Regions from separate parts of the Callithrix jacchus genome. Here region 2 is linked to region 1. Evidence: chromatin contacts called from public Hi-C data. All regions are on one chromosome and are shown on one strand. Each heading gives the region's core, a stretch centred on a gene start, on an enhancer-like site or on the middle of the called end of the contact. The rest is flanking DNA. Distances are from core to core; before and after follow the strand shown.

The links. Hi-C and Micro-C count contacts between places; a contact is called where the count stands out from the background.
Region 2: a Hi-C map of induced pluripotent stem cells shows a contact between it and region 1, with 2.6 times the contacts expected there. The contact joins two enhancer-like sites. A contact is called at or near these places in 3 of 3 Hi-C or Micro-C datasets (induced pluripotent stem cells and skeletal muscle).

The regions. Positions count from the first base shown.
Region 1 is chr7:30,348,705-30,353,925 of calJac240_pri, reverse strand. All of the region lies in intron 1 of MTPAP (mitochondrial poly(A) polymerase), which reads left to right. Among named protein-coding and RNA genes, the nearest start is that of MTPAP, 22 kb to the left of the region's middle. Within about 2 kb of position 2,260, at least 2 of the 16 cell types and tissues checked have an H3K27ac peak or open chromatin away from gene starts, as enhancers often do.
Region 2 is chr7:30,493,682-30,498,440 of calJac240_pri, reverse strand. It overlaps the pseudogene LOC108592405. Among named protein-coding and RNA genes, the nearest start is that of MAP3K8, 120 kb to the right of the region's middle. Within about 2 kb of position 2,895, at least 5 of the 16 cell types and tissues checked have an H3K27ac peak or open chromatin away from gene starts, as enhancers often do.

The DNA.
Region 1 (5,221 bases), core at 1,011-3,510:
TCTCTTCCACTCGTGACCACTCGCTCCTCGTTCCTTCTGGGATGAGCTCACGCCCTCCTTTTGTGCCAGTTACTATCTGTGGCATGTGCTGCTATAACAAAATGGCTGAGACTGGGTAATGTGTAAAGAAGAAAAATGTATTTCTCACAGTTCTGAGGGGTGGGAAGTTCAAGATCAAGGCTCCAGCAGGTATGTAGTCTAGTGAGGGCTGCTCTCTGCTTCCAAGATGGCGCCTTGAATGCCAAGTCCACCAGAGATGAGGAACGCTGTATCCTAACATGGTGGAAAGGACAGAAAAGCAAAAGAAGAAAACTGAGCTAGGTCGCCGCTTCAAGCCCTTCCATAAGGTCACTAACCCTTTTCATGAGGGGGTCTTCCCTCCAGACTTCGTCATCTCCTAAAGACTCCACCTCTTTGTTTTTTTTTTTTTTTTTTTTGAGCAGGACTCTCACTCAGTCACCAGGCTGGAGTGCAGTGGCGCTATCTCGGCTCACTGCAACCTCCAGCTCCTAGGTTCAAGCGATTCTCAGCCTGCCTCAGCCTCCTGAAGAGCTGGGATTACAAGTGTGTGCCACCATGCCCAGCTAATTCTTTGTATTTTTAGTAGAGACGGGGTTTCACCATGTTGGCCAGGATGGTCTCTATCTCCTGGCCTCCTGATCCACGTGCCTTGGCCTCCCAAAGTGCTGGGATTACAAGTGTGAGCCACCGCACCCAGCCAAGACTCCACCTTTTATTACTATCACGTTGGGGTTTAAGTTCCAATATGAATTTTGGGGAAGACACAAATATTCCAACCATAGCAAATATACTTTACTAAAAAAAAAAAAAAAAAAACAAAAAAGCTGGGTGCAGTGGCTCATGCCTGTAATCCCAGCACTTTGGGAGGCTGAGGCTGTGGATCACGAGGTCAAGAGATCGAGACCATCCTGGTCAACATGGTGAAACCTCGTCTCTACTAAAAATACAAAAAATTAGCTGGGCATGGTGGCGCATGCCTGTAGTCCCAGCTACTCAGGAGGCTGAGGCAGGAGAATTGCCCGAACCCAGGAGGCGGAGGTTGCGGTGAGCCGAGATTGCGCCATTGCACTCCAACCTGGGTAACAAGAGCGAAACTCCGTCTCAAAAAAAAAAAAAGGAAAATCTCGTCTCTAAACATGATATTTTGAGTTTATCTATTTACAGCCTAAATTTCCACTTGCTTACATATATATTTGTGACCACGAGTGTCATTCTTAGCTGAGAAAAGTTTCGGTCAAATTATTTTAAAAGTCTAACATTATCTATTAATATCTTACTTGGATAAGATCAAATTTCTAACCTAGATTTTAGGTTAAGACAGAAACCCATAGTCATTTGTTGCAATGTGAGAATGACAGAGATATTAATCAGCAGAATCCAACTATAAAAATAAATGTGAGGGCACAATTCTCTACTAATGACTCCCCCAGATAAATCATTACTTGGCTAGCAATGAATCAACTAAAAACGGAAGTGAGAACAGTTGGAGTCCTTTTGGCAATGGATGGATGTTTATGAGCCTGTTAAGTGAAGAGAGATCAGAAACAAGCGATAAATGGCACGCTAATTGGGGGTTGAATGGAGTAATGGGATGATCTGGGAAATATAAGCATCCTGCTTAATGGGGCTTGTCTACTTGCAATTCGATAAACTAATATACGTGAATTCAAAGAGATAAAGGACATGAGCACTCAGAACAAAATCACAGGAATAAATTAAGAAAGAGGTACCAAAATGTAGATAAGGGCCACTGTTCCACATCTGACATCCTTAATTCTTGAGTCATGGGGATGGTAAGGTACAGACCAGAGTCTTCTGACTAGAAGCTAAAACCAGCCTTTGGGGTGACTTCAGAGACTGCTGAGATTCAAGGTGCGAAAGCAGATGTTGGATGGCCGAAAATATCCCGAATGCGAGGGCATTTTCAAAGGCTGTGGTGCTCGGGGAAAAAGAATGCTGTGTGTTTAAAAAGAAAAGAAAAGAAAAAAAAAAGAAAGAAAGAATGGAAACAAGGAGGAAACACTGACCGGAGCATAGGGTGACCATATGTTCTGGTTTGCAAGGTACAGCTAAGGTTCTGTCTGCTGTCGCGGTGCAATTATAATAGCGGCCCTTTCACTTTCCAAAGTGTCTGGTTTTGGATGATAAATCATATGATCGCCCTACCAAAGAGGGGAAATCAGCCAGAAGACCCAGGGTGTCGATTTCAAAGGGTGTGGGCTGATCCACAGTCGCTTTCCTGCCGCCGCCCAGCTGAGTGATGTGCACCACCTCTGCCTCGACTTACCCCCCTGCCGGGGTCTCCAGGAAGGCTGGAGCAAAATCCTCGGCTTCCGCGCTGCTCTGGTGCCACCTGCTGGTTATGTGGGGGAGCTGCTTCTCTCCAACCCACTACTCGTCACCCCGCCTCCCCACCCCGATCCCGGACAGCCTTTACTTGGCCAAAAGACATTCAGAGCACGCGAAGCCCTGGCTGGGGAGTAGGCTGGACCCTCAGTGAAGCCCGCGCTACAGAATCAGACGGGCTTAAACTAACAAAGCCAAGCTCCTCCTCTTCTACCCACTGCTGTCCTGTCTCATTTTGTAGAGGAGAAATTGAAGCTCAATTCAGAATTTTCATTGGTAGGATTGTGAGGCATATAGCTGCACTCTCCCAGGTGCCATTGCCAACATCTGTCTTTCCTGTAATACATTAGGTTAGTGGGGAAGCAAGAGAACTTAAGCTTACCAAGCGCCTACTGTGTACGGGGCAGAGTGGGCACTTTTCTCTCCAGCTTGGTAATTGATGGGAAATAGGTGATTATACACCTGGGATATAGGATCAGAGTGGGCTTGTGATGTGCTCACAGTCTCTCAGTTGAAACTAGAACTCAGGGGTCTTTGACTGTAAAGCTAGTGCTTGTTCTGGGTCGCCAGCTTGAGCAATAGTTGCAAAATGCAAAAAACACCATGAAAATCTAATATTGATCCATATACAACTGTATTGCAAACAAAAACACAGAGTGTCTTCATGGGGGTGAGAGGGAGATAGGGAGATTATCTCAATTCTATGTAACCTGGGAATTCTCCGAGGAAAATGAATGAAGCGTGACTGAGTGCAATTTGTCTGATAAAATCTGTCAGAATGTGGGGCCTTGTGGGTCCTGAGTGAAGGTAAGAATCCATGATGCTGGACATTTCCTAAGGTGTTCTTTATGAAATTACTCAGGGTGGCGGGGTGAGGTGGCTCACACCTGTAATCCCAGCACTTTGGGAGGCTGAAGCAGGCGGATCACGAGGTCAGGAGTTCAAGACCAACCTGGCCAATATGGTGAAACTCCGTCTCTACTAAAAATACAAAAACTAGCCAGGCGTGGTGGCATGCGGCTGTAGTCCCAGCTACTCGGGAGGCTGAGGCAGGAGAATTGCTTGAACCCAAAAGGCAGAGGTTGCAGTGAGCCAAGATTGTGCCACTGCACTCCAGCCTGGGCAACAGAGGGAGACTGTCTCAAAAAAAAAAAAAAAAAAAAAAAAAAGAAAGAAAGAAAGAAAGAAAAGAAAGAAATTACTTAAGGCCTCAGTGCAAAACCCCATGTCTACAAAAAATACAAAAATTAGCCAGATGTGGTGGTGTATGCCTGTGGTCCCAGCCACCCAGGATTCTGAGGTGGGAGGTTGACCCAAGCCTTGGAAATCAAGGCCACAGCAAGCTTTGATTATGCGACTGTACTCCAGCCTGGATGACAGGGTAAAACCCCATCTCAAAACAAACAGGGGCTCAGCACAATAATTTTTGCAGTGTCGTGGGTCTCCAAAGATCTTAACTTAGGCGCTAAACTCAGATTAAGATTAGTGTAGACTGAGATAGGGTAAGTCTCAGGAGACCAGCCGCTATGCCAGTGGTTCTCAATGGCTGCACCTGGAGAGCTTAGCATCACCTAGAGGCTTGAAAACATTCCGATGCCCATGCCCTGCCCATGTTTACATGCCAATTTGGTTGCAAGTTGGCCACTCAAAATTTCTAATCTCTACTTTTTAATAGAATTGATCCATAATAAATGTGATAATTGACTTATTCTGATTCAGATTTGTTATCAGATGTTGATTTAACAAGGTTCTGTTCAGGTCTGTTTTAAATTTTAAAACAATTTATAATTTCCTACAGATAATTTTGTCTTTCTCTTCAGGTGCAGATAACTGGATTGATCTAACCCCTGGTTCATGGCACACTCTCCCACGGGTAAAATGCAGGAGCATTTTAATATGTTTGTTTATTTTAAAAATATAATAAGCACCATTTTTAAAGGCAGTTTACTATGCAAAATTAAAGTTAGGACTGTGACAACTTAAAGCTGGTGACACAGCATTTCCCCATGTTCCCGACTCCTTATCACTTCCCCCTGCCACAGGTAATCACTTTCCTGGATCTCATATTCTTTTTTTTTTTTAGACGGAGTTTTGCTCTTGTTACCCAGGCTGGAGTGCAATGGCGCGATCTCGGCTCACCGCAACCTCTGCCTCCTGGGTTCGGGCAATTCTCCTGCCTCAGCCTCCCGAGTAGCTGAGATTACAGGCATGTGCCACCATGCCCAGCTAATTTTTTGTATTTTTAGTAGAGACGGGGTTTCACCATGTTGACCAGGATGGTCTCGATCTCTTGACCTCGTGATCCACCTGCCTCGGCCTCCCAAAGTGCTGGGATTTTCCTTTTTTCTTTTCAAATTTGTGATAAAATAACATGACGTGAAATTTCCCATCACTACCATTGTTGAGGGTGCAGTTCAGTACTGCTGAGTATATTCACGCTGCTGTGCCCCGTCTCCAAGAACTCTCTCCATCTTGCAAAACTGAAACTCTACACCCATCTATAACTCCCTGTTTTCCCCTCCTTCCAAGATGCTGGCAACCACCATTTTACTTTCTATTTCTGAGTTTGACTACTCAAAATAGCCCCTACAAGCGGAATCATACAGTGTTTGTCTTTTCGTGCCTGGTTTATTTCACTTAGCATAATATCTTCAAGGTTTGCCCAAGCTGTAACATGTGCCTTTTGGCTATTGTGAATAATGCTGCTATGAAATGTGTGTACGGATGTCTCTATTTTCCCTAGAGATCCTTTTGATACAGTTTTTTTTTTTTTTTTGAAACAGGGTCTCACTCTGTTGCCCAGGCTGGAGTGCAGTGGTGCAGTCATGGCCACCTGTAACCTTGAACTCCCCAA
Region 2 (4,759 bases), core at 1,646-4,145, 140 kb before region 1:
TCTCTTCCTCCTCGCTGCCTGTTGCTGAGAGGGGAAGCTCACTGGGGGATCCAAGGCCAAAGTCCAGTGCTCTGGGGCAGTCCCAGCTGGGATCCCACTTCCTTATTTGGTCTCTTCCATTCCCCTGCCAGTTAGGGTTGCCAGGCTTAGCAAATACATCTGCAATATTTGAGGCATGCTTCTACTAAGCTGTGCAATGTTTAGGATATCTAATACCAAAAAAAAAAATGTTGTCAATCTGAAACTCAAATTTAACCAGCATCCTGTATTTTCTCTGGCACCCCTACTCCCCATGACTCTCTGGAGCTGAGAGGCGAGAGGCCAGCTGGGAAAGAGGTCTAGCAGTCCCTGCCTCAAACTTCGGCTAAAGAGACAAGAGCTGCCCTGGAGAGCTGGTTGCTGGGGAGCTGGATGCTCTCTTCGTTCCCAGAACCAAATGGTTCCTCAAGTCTTCCCCAGTCCCCGCTTCTCCTGAGTAAGGAGAATTATATTTAGGGTTAGGAAAACACTAATATGACTTTTATACTGATGATCTACCAGATCTGCTAATTTTAAAGTGAAACGGGGAGATACAGAACCTTTGTGATCCCAAGAGAAAGGCTGCATGAGGCTGTAGGGTTCCCTGATGATGCTAATCGCAGAGTCAGGGCACGACGGCGGGAGCTTAGGGAACATCCACTGCACCAGCCCATCTTACCTAGGATAGGACTTAACAAAGAGTTAGTAGCACACTTACAATTTATTCTTTAACAGGAAAGGAAACTTTGAAGAGGAACTTCCACTTCCTACAATTGAGCCTGGAAGGTTGAGGCTTCAATGAGCTGTGATCGCACCATTGTGCTCCAGCGTGGGCAACAGAGAAAGACCCCGTCTCAAAAAAAAAACCCCAAAATGTATACACATGGACATAGAGTGTGAAATGACAGAGATTGGAGACTTACAAGAAGGCAGGTGATGAGAAATTACTTAATAGATACAGTGTACATTATTCGGGTGATGGATATGCTAAAAGCCCTGACTTCACCACTGTGTAATATATCCCTGTAATAAGTCACACTTGTACCCCATCCATTCATACAAATAAACGATCTTTTAAAGAAGACAATAATTGCAACCCTTGTTCCAGGGCCTCACAGCATTTCATACCACTTGGGCAAAATAACATGCATTCTTATTGGGCAACTGGCACTTTGGGCACTTTTGGCGAGTGACTGAATTTTGGAAGGTCCTCATCATCTGTGTTTTTTTTTTTTTCCACTTTTCCAAAGAGTTTTTGTTAGCAGTTAAGTCATGATTTAGGATCCCGGGGTGGGGATCACTGGGTACTTGGTCCGCCTTTCCCACCCTGGGAGAAGGACGGGAGGCACAGGAGAGCATGGTGCAGCCAGTTCAGACCATCCCAGGAAATATGCCTTCAGCCGGGCGCTCGTCCCAGGCTGTGACCCAGGACATAGGGCAGAGGGACTTGTACACACGCCAGTAGTATTCACACACAGAGACGCCACCCTCTTTGGTGGTCACTGCCTTCTCACAGAGGCGGAAGTCCAGGTAGTTCTGCTAGCAGTTCCTGCTCTGGTTCCGGTTGGGAAGGGGCTGTCAAAAGGGGCGGTCTTGTAGTTCTTGATTTTGGTCTTGACGTCTTCCTCCATGGTGCTGAATCCTGAAGGCACCCGAGATGCCCCTTGCAGCTCAATGTGACCCTCAGCAAAGACGCCAGAGTCAGGAGGGAAGTGGAACTCCATCCTCTCTCTTAGCTGAAATCTCTTTTGATGATCAGGTTACCCAATGCAAGTATAATTGTATGGATCAGAAAGGACCCTTTGTTTCCCACAATTAAGTAAGTACACTAGCTTTGCAAAAGCATCTTCAACCTCTATCAGGCTACAGAGATTCCACCGTTCTCCTGCCAACTCCAATCTTGGCACTGCCTCTACACCTGCAGGGGCCACTGCCCCCTCCTCTCTGTGGCATCTGCTTCCACGCTGCTAATCTCTTTCCTTTATTATTATTTTTATTTATTTTTCTTATTTACTTTTTGTCCTTCTCCTTTTTTTTTTTTCTGAGACACAGTCTCACTCTGTCACCCAGGCTGGAGTGCAGTGGTGCAGTCTTGGCTCACTGCAACTTCCACCTCCAGGGTTCAAGCAATTCTCATGTCCCAGCCTCCCGAGTAGCTGAGATTACAGACGCGAACCACCACGCTCAGCTTGTGTGTATTATTAGTAGAGATGGAGTTTTACCATGGTGGCCAGGCTGGTCTCAAACTCCTGGCCTCAGGTGATCCACCCACCTCAGCCTCCAAAGTGCTGGGATTACAGGCGTGAGCCACCACACCCGGCCATTATTTACTTTTTGTCCTTCTAATCCTTGGAACCTGTGAATCGTTTTTCCTTATTTGTTTATTTAATTATTTATTTCTTATTATGCTGCGAATCTTATTTCCTCTGGGTAGCAGAGACAATTGATTCTGCAAATGTGTGGCTTCCCACGGACACCCAAGGAAAAAATGAAACAGGGCCTGGGAGACATAGGGGCCTGTTACACCATATTCATCTGGGCTGTTCTCATCCACGGACTTTCCATGGAAGCTCTGCAAGTTTCCCTTTCAGTTTCACTGTCCGTTGGCTGCCGCTGCTTGCTTGACTAAGGCCTGTTAGCATGGGTTACGGCTCACCCTAACAGGTTCTTTTTAAAACACTAACAATACAAGCATTCTTCTCATTTCCCCTCTGTTCTTCCTCTTGGAGCTGTTCCCAGCCCTGGTGGCCTTTCTGAAGTGGGAAGCTCCGAAGGTGACTCTGGATTTGCTCACCAGTGTCAGAAATGGAAACAGCTGGGGCACCAGTGCGCTCTTGCTGGTTTCTGAAACTCTGCCTGAATCCCACAGACCTCTGCTTTTCGGGGAGCTGTGGCTGGCTGGGACAGGAGCATGGAGTCTCTCCCTGGAGTCAAAGGAGGCACAGCAGCCAGAGTGGGGCTTAGACATGAGAATGTTACAGTCCAAGAAGCTAGAAGGACCATCTAGAGAGTGACCCAAATGAAAAGTGCAGCGACAGTCAGGCAGCTGTGGCCTGGAGCGAGGTTTCCAGGGTCTTGGGCAATGGAAGTCACAGAGAAGGCCGGAGATGATGGCTTCCAATGGAGTCTGTAATTCACACTTGCTTTCGTGGCCAGTGATGTGAGTGGATGGACGTAACAGTTTATAAGCATCTGGGGGCTATGTGCAAAGACTTCTACTGAGATGATCTTATCTCCTCAGGCACATCTGGGTGTTGGTCTTAACAGCTGAGCACTGGGGTTGGAGTTTTGCCTGAAGGACTCACTGGTGGGGCTGAACCAAGTGTGTTTCATTGGCCATCAGAAAGACCCAGGCAGAATGTCACACTCAGCAGTACAACGAGAACTGGTCCAGTGATTCAGATCTGTGATTCTCAATGGGCAGAGGGCAATTAGTAATGTCTGAAGACTTTTTTTTAATTAAATAGAGACAGGGTCTTGGCTCACTGTAGCCTCCAACTCCTAGGCTCAAGTGATCCTCCTGCCTCAGCCTCCCAAGGAGTTAGGACTACAGGAGTGTGCCCTGCTTAAAGACTTTAAAAGTTGATATATTTTATTTTTAATTTTTTTTTGAGATGTGGTCTCACTCTGTCACCCAGGCTGGAGTGCAGTGGTGTGATCAAGGCTCACTGCAACTTCCACCTCCCCAGATTCAAGCAATCCTCCTGCCTCAGCTTCCTGAGCAGCTGGGATTATAGGCGTGAGCCACCACACAGGCTAATTTTTGCATTTTTGGTAGAGACAGGGTTTTGTCATGTTGACCAGGCTGGTCTTGAATTCCTGAGCTCAAGCAACGCAGCCATCTCAGCCTCCTAAAATGCTGGGACTACAGGTGTGAGCCACCCCAGCTCAGCCTAAGATCACTTTTCATTCTTACAAGTACAGGTTTCTTACAAGTGTACATTGCATAGTGATGAAGCCTTGGCTTCTAGTGTACCTGTCACCTGAACAGTGAGCACTGTTCCCAACAGGTAATTTTCCAGCCCTCACCCCTCACACTGTCCCACCTTTTGGAGTCTCCAATTCTGTGTATCCATGTCTGCCCACTGTTTAGCTCCCACGTATATGTGAAAACATTCTTTATTTGAATCTGTTTCTGAGTGATCTCACGAAGGATAATGGCCTCTAGTTCCATCCATGTTGCTGCAAAAGACATGATTTCATTCTTTTTTATGGCTGAGTAGTATTTCGTGATCTGTGCATGTATATATTATATATAATTATGTAATATATAATGTGTACATATATTATGTACATATTATATAATAATATTTAATAATATATTCATTATATAAACAATATATTGTTATACATACAATTGTCTGTTATGTAATATATTAATATATTATATAACATATAATCAAGGCTCACAGTGGGCAGATATGGACACACAGAATTGGAGACTCCAAACGGTGGGAGAGCAGGAGGGGTGAGGGCTGAAAAATTACCTGTTGGGCACAGTGCTCACTATTCAGGTGACAGGTACACTAGAAGCCAAGCCTTCATCACTATGCAATGTACACTTGTAAGAAACCTGTACTTGTAGGAATGAAAAATGATCTTAGGCTGAGCTGGGGTGGCTCACACCAGTAGTGTATTTTAGGAGGCCAACATGGGTGGGTTGCTTGAGCTCAAGAATTCAAGAACAGCCTGGTCAACATGACAAAACACCATCCCTACCAAAAATGCAAAAATTAGCCTG